2 separate regions of the Pan troglodytes genome follow, and region 1 is linked to region 2. Evidence: chromatin contacts called from public HiChIP or PLAC-seq data. All regions are on one chromosome and are shown on one strand. Each heading gives the region's core, a stretch centred on a gene start, on an enhancer-like site or on the middle of the called end of the contact. The rest is flanking DNA. Distances are from core to core; before and after follow the strand shown.

The links. HiChIP or PLAC-seq counts read pairs in DNA pulled down with a chosen protein or histone mark.
Region 1: an H3K4me3 HiChIP or PLAC-seq map of stem cell-derived excitatory neurons shows a contact between it and region 2, with 11 times the contacts expected there. The contact joins the promoter of RFC5 here to the enhancer-like site in region 2. A contact is called at or near these places in 4 of 7 Hi-C or Micro-C datasets (blood, induced pluripotent stem cells and stem cell-derived neural progenitor cells), 1 of 1 datasets of contacts at active chromatin or transcription factors (stem cell-derived excitatory neurons) and 1 of 1 other capture datasets (stem cell-derived neural stem cells).

What each region holds. Positions count from the first base shown.
Region 1 is chr10:124,818,844-124,822,085 of NHGRI_mPanTro3-v2.0_pri, reverse strand. It overlaps RFC5 (replication factor C subunit 5), which reads right to left and starts at 1,601. Exons shown (of 13, transcript XR_010147794.1): 1 at 1,389-1,601.
Region 2 is chr10:124,678,897-124,681,927 of NHGRI_mPanTro3-v2.0_pri, reverse strand. All of the region lies in intron 1 of KSR2 (kinase suppressor of ras 2), which reads left to right. Among named protein-coding and RNA genes, the nearest start is that of KSR2, 93 kb to the left of the region's middle. Within about 2 kb of position 1,592, at least 13 of the 24 cell types and tissues checked have an H3K27ac peak or open chromatin away from gene starts, as enhancers often do. A contact at or near this core is called in stem cell-derived excitatory neurons and stem cell-derived neural stem cells, where this site is marked.

The DNA.
Region 1 (3,242 bases), core at 352-2,851, 140 kb before region 2:
GGGCACCTACTATTGCAAAGTGCATTTGAAACTGAACTCCTACCCAAATAGACTTCAACAGAAGAATGGATAGGTAAAATCTCTTCTGTCCATACAATGGAATATGATTCAGCCATAACAAGAAATTAACTACTGATACAAGCAGCAACACGCATGAACCTTGAAAACATGATGCTGAGTGAAAGAAACCAGACACAAAAGGCCACATAGTGTAGGATTCCACTTACATGAAATGTCCAGAATAGGCAAATCCATAGATAGAAAGCAGATTAGTGGTTGCCAGGGGCTAGAGGAAGGGGAGAATGGGGAGTAACTGTCAATGGGTACAGGATTTCCATTTGGGGTGATGAAATTTTGGAACTAGATAGCGGGAAGACTCCACAACAGTACACTGCATTCTGAATGTACTTAATGCCACTCAATTGTACATTTTAAAATGGTTACAGGATGGGCTTGGTAGCTCGCCTCTAAAAGTCCCAGTTCTTCGGAGGCTGAGGCAGGAAAATGGCTTGAACCCCAATGTTTGAGGTTACACTGAGCTGTGATCACACCACTGCGCTCCAGCCTGGGCGACAGAGCAAGACCCTGTCTCTAAAAAAATAAATACGTAAATACATAAAATAGTTACAACTGTCAATCTTCTGGGTTTTTTTTTAACCACAATAAAGACAAATTGAACTAGTTACTAGACAATGACAACTTGCAGCTTTTCGAAGCCAAGTCAAATTGCTTCAAAGTCTTGGAAGCATTGCGAGAACATAGCTGTTTAAGTAGGATGGTTAAGAGTACAAGATCTGAATTCAGACTTCCTAGATTCACCTCCAAGCCAATTTTCTCCCTTGGACCATAGGGAAGTCATTACATCTTTCTAAAATGCAGTTTCCTCCTGTGTAAAATTTGAGGCGGTGCCTACCTCCTACGGTCTTTGTAAGGATCGAACATCTAACAGGGCGTCTGCTAATCTAATAATATGCCATTCAATAAAAGTTGACCAGGGAGCGTTATTACTAGTTTAAAATGTGACCAATAGTCGCATCGCAGGTTTTGAAGAGTGGGAAGAGGGCATTTTGGCATGGAGGCCATTGCAGGTGTCAGGAGACGCGGGATCGAACCCCTGTGCTGTCACCAGGTGCGAAAGCCGCCTTCTTCTTCGGCAAATGGAGCTGGGGGTGAAAGGGTGAGAACTGGCAAAAGTCCTAAACAGAACGGACGAGTCTGGGTAGCTGGGGGGTGTCGGGGGAAACCTCTGCAGCTCGGTCCCGGCTGCAGGCCTGGGGACGACGGGAAGAGGTCGGGTTGGGGTCCGGTCACCTGCCACCCCAGCCACCTCCTCCCCGCGCGGCCGCCTGGCCCCCTCTGCCCACCGCCGCCGCTCGGCCTCCTCCTACCAGGGCAGGTTCCTGATCTTGGTCGCCGCGGGCTGCTCCTGCTGCTTGAGTGCTGAGGTCTCCATGGCGGGGAGACGAAGGTGACCAGATCCGCTGAGATCGTCGCGTCACCCAAGCGCCTGCACAGTGACCAGCCGCGACCTGACCCTGAGACCCTGGCACTTACAGTTCGCGCGCAAAAGCAACTCTCGCGAGACGCGGCCACCAGTTTCCGACTTCCTCCCTCGGTCCCGCCCCCTCGCGTTGCTAGGGCGTCGGTTGCTAGGTTACCGGAGGCGCGGGCCGCCAGCCTCCCTCCAAGCTCCGCCCCTCCAGCCTGCTCTGAACTCTCAGATACCCAGGCGCTTCCAGAGCAGGGCAGCGGCAGAGGCAGGGCCCCCTGCAGCCCCAGTCATCATTACATATTAAGATCTCAAGGCTAAAGCCAATTCCTGCCATCGCCAAGCTTCAAACACTTAAATTCAAAGGAACAAAAGCTGCCGGGGCTCAAAAAAAAAAAAAAAAATCTAAGAAAAAAAACAACCCCGAGTAAAACGGCTGGGTCTTGAATATAGATGCCTTTGCGAAAGAAGGCTTGAGATACCTCTCGGCCCCCAAGCTGGGAGGTGAATATTTGGAAATGTAAAACAACCCCAAACAAACACAACTGCAACCCACCTATCTCCGGAATCCGTGCCCCTCGCCCAAAAAATTTAGGGAACCAACCTCCAGAAAACGACTCCAGAGAAAAACAAACAGAAACTTCCAGTTGGGTTAATCTGTGTCGCTGGAAGGGTCTAGTTCATGAACACAGAGGACAGGGTCCTTGTGATCTGAGATACTGAGGAGAATCGATATCAACATTTTAGGTTTTTTTCCTGAGGCGAGGAGAATTCTAGATCACTTTTATTTTCTTCTTTTTTGTTGGTCTGTATTTTCTTTTCTTTTTTTTGGTGTCTTGCTCTGTCACCCAGGCTGGAGTGCAGTGGCGCTATCTCGGCTCACTGCAACCTCTGCCTCCCGGGTTCAAGCGATTCTCTGCCTCAACCTCCGGAGAAGCTGGGACTACAGGCGCGCGCCACCACGCCTGCCTAATTTTTGTATTTTTAGTAGAGATGGGATTTTGCCATGTTGGATAGGCCGGTCTCGAACTCCTGACCTCAAGTGATCCACCCGCCTCAGCCTCCCAAAGTGCTGGGATTACAGGCGTGAGCCACCGCGCCTGGCCTGGTCTGTATTTTCCAGCAATGAGCATGCAAAGCATCCATATTGAAGTCTTTTCTTTTTTTTTTTTTCTTTTAACATGATGAGGAAGACAAAAATCCTGGGAGGATTTCTGAGGCTGGCCTGGGGTCAGCAGTGTTCTGATTAGGAGGTAGCAATACTCTTTGCATAGGATTACATCACTGTCACCTGCTTCAGGAACACAGCAGAGGGACAGTGGCAAGTATGTGATGGCAGTTATGGCTTCACCCTAGCCCCTGCCTGGGGACCCCGAAGAAGGGGATCAGCTAGGGCTTGTGATGTGACAGTGCCCCTACTCTGCTTGCTCCCAGGAAACTTTAACACTGGGGGCTTAGATCATTAGCATGCCATTTTAAAACTTTTCTTTCTTTCTTTTAAGATAAAACTGGTTTTATTCATTTTTATCTCCAGGAAGGGAATCATAAATGATTAACAAGTTTTTCTTAAATACTAAGGCTAAAAATCAGCACATGTTTACAATTAATTTGCTGACACATGCTGAGGTGAGATATAGATGCCTCTGAATTAAAGTTATAGAAACACATTAAATATTTGTCATGTATTGCCAAATTCTGGGGTCTTTGAACACTCCTGGGGTTTTGTTCTGTTTCATTTTTGAGAGAAGGTCTC
Region 2 (3,031 bases), core at 343-2,842:
CTGTGCTATGGAAAAATAAGGAAGGGGACAGGCTTGGGGGCAGCCTCCCTCCTTGTTTTTATCCATGTGACCTTAGGCAAGTTCCATTGTTACTCTGTGCTTCTTTTTCTCATCTCCAAAATGGGAATAATATGGTTCTTAGCCCTTAGAGTGCATATGACAATTAGATAATATTCATAAAGCACTTAGCACATAGTAAGTGCTCAATAAGACTTAGCTATGATTGTGATTATGAATATATTTTATAATAATTTATCAGTAGCAGCGTTATTAACACAAAGCAGTAGGCACAGGGCTAGCATATAAAAACTATCAACAAATGTGAGTTTTATTATTATAAATATATAATACAGGTTGAGCATCCCTAATCCAAAATTTAAAAAGTAAAATGTCCCATAATCGGAAACTTTTTTTTGAGATGGAGTCTTACCCTGTCGCCCAGGCTGGAGTGCAGTGGTGCGATCTTGGCTCACTCCAACCTCCACTTCCCGAGCTCAAGCGATTCTCCTGCCTCAATCTCCCAAGTAGCTGGGATTACAGGCACCCACCACCATGCCCAGCTAATTTTTGTATTTTTAGTAGAGACGGGGTTTCACCATGTTGGCCAGGCTGGTCTCGAACTCCTGACCTCAAGTGATCCACCTGCCTTGGCCTCCCAATAATCGGAAACTTTTGAGCACTGGCATGACATCACAAGTGGAAAATTCCACACATAAAAACTTAACACAAACTTTGTTTAATGCAACACATTAAAAATACTGTACAAAATTACCTCCAGTCTATGTGTATAAGGTGTATATGAAACATAAATGAATTTCGTGTTTAAACTTGGGTCCCATCCCCAAGATAGCTCATGATGTATAATGCAAAGATTTCAAGACCTGAAAAAAATCTGAAATCTGAAACATGTCTGATCCCAAGTATTTCAGATAAGGGATACTCAACCTGTGTATGTTGCATAATATAAATATTGTTTTATATATATATAAATATATATTTCAAATTATGTATTATATATGAATTATCACATATGGGAGATCTATGACTACTATGATGACATTATACAGTATACATATATAGTATAAATATGACATAATGTATTATTGTGTAAATGTTAAAATTATAAGGATCGTGTAAGGAAGTTATTACTACTAGACCTGCTGTCTAGTAAGTGCTCATTAAATATATAAACCCTTTTTTCTATTGTTTGTAATATCCATCAGCAGTAATAACGTAGAGAAAAGGAAAAACCATCAGCAATAGTGAGGCAGTGGAGAGGGGGGCTCTTCCTTCCTGCAGAGGCAGCTGCCTGTGTTCCAGCATTCGGCGGGACTGCCCCAGACTGTTGGGTCCCTCTGCCTGGCCTCAGGGATCCGGTTCTCATTGGGATCCAGGGCTGGGGAGAGAAGGAAGGGCGCCTCTCCCAGGCCTCCAGCCCTCCCTCAGCAGGGGATTTTCCTGTGGATGCAAATTGGCCGGTTACTTGAGACGTTCTCCAGTCAAATAATTCTCTCCCCCGTCAGCTGGGCCGCCAAGCGCCAGGGATGTTATGACAATGGTCGCCCTGGCAACGGCGGGAAGGCGTCGGGGCTGCTGGCTGTGGCTGCCGCGATTTCATTACCCGCACGGGGTCTGATCACCCGAGAACCTTAATAACACAACCAGGGACCCGGTCCTGCAGGTGCACTGTGCCCGCTTGGAAAAGGACTTGGGATTTATTTTTAGTGGCCTGGCGTTTAACCACCAAGGATGTTGGTTTATTGAAAGACCAAGAAAAATGTATTGAGCACCGACTGTATGCCAGGCACGGATCTGAACGCTGGGGAAATGACAGGCAAAGCCCGTGCTCTCTTGAGCTGACATGATGGGTGTGTGGTGGTGGTGGGGGGGAGGCGTAACCATGGAAACCAATAAACAGGATGATTTGTGAGATAGCAAAGTGCCACCAAGGAAAGAAAGCAGGGCGGCGTGATGGTGGCATTGAGAGGAGCTTGGGCAGAGGTGACACCTGAAGAAACGGAAAGGGCTGTTTATGCCTAAAGCTGACAGAAGAGCTCTAGCCGGTGGGACAAGCAAGTTCAAAGGCTGGAGCTCTTTGCTGCTCATGTGTACCTTTAGGGAGAAGCCAGCGATTATGGGGTGCTGACGGGCAGTCCTGAGGGACACAGAGGGCTCTGGAGCCTGCCTCTGTATATGTGTGACCATAAGGGCAGCCCTGTTCCATTACTGAGCCTCAGTTTTCTCGTGTGTAAAATGGGCTGAGAGCCAAGCCCCTTCCCTTGGCGCTGCTGCGAGGTTTACACCAGGGATGGTTCTTGCAAGGGCCTGGTCCCTAGAAGGCCCCCATGGTGTCCTGCATTCCCTCCCAGCTTTCACGGACTCCGCTTTCGTTCCAAAAAAAAAAAAAAAAAAAAAGCACCTAAGGGGTGAGGATTTGGAGCTCTGTCAAACCCAACGGCCAGGACGTTCCCGGAGGTCTCTGGTTTGGATTTGGGTTTAGATTCGGAGTGAAAAGTTCCCCATTTCACATTAGGGATTTCAGACACAATTATTTTTAGCTCTGTCACATGTCTTGACTTTTTGATTTTTTTTTTTTTTTTTTGTTTATGCTGCTAAATTTACCGCCATGCTAATACAGAGTACAGTAATAAGGCGCTGCGGATGCTCGGATGGGCCAAGGCCTGAAAAATTTTCCATCTGTCGTGGAAGGTGCCAGGCTGCCCCCTGGTGTGGAGATGGAAAATTACACCTCCGGGCTCCAGCTCTGTCGGATTTCCGCAACCTGTGATCCCTCTAACCCCAGGCCCAGGGGACCTTACTCTACACCTGGGCAGTGCAGAGTCAGACGGTGGGCTCGGCTTAGATGTGCTATTTCCAAAAGTCCTGTGTTTCTTTATTTGAAGATGGAACCTTTGGGTTTTTTTTTTTTTCTTCTCCTTCAGTTTGGCTCTGCATGGACTTGAATTGAGGTCGACCTAAATATCAATTAGGCCGCCTGGCAGGGTGAAGCCATACAAAGGCCCTTTTCTAA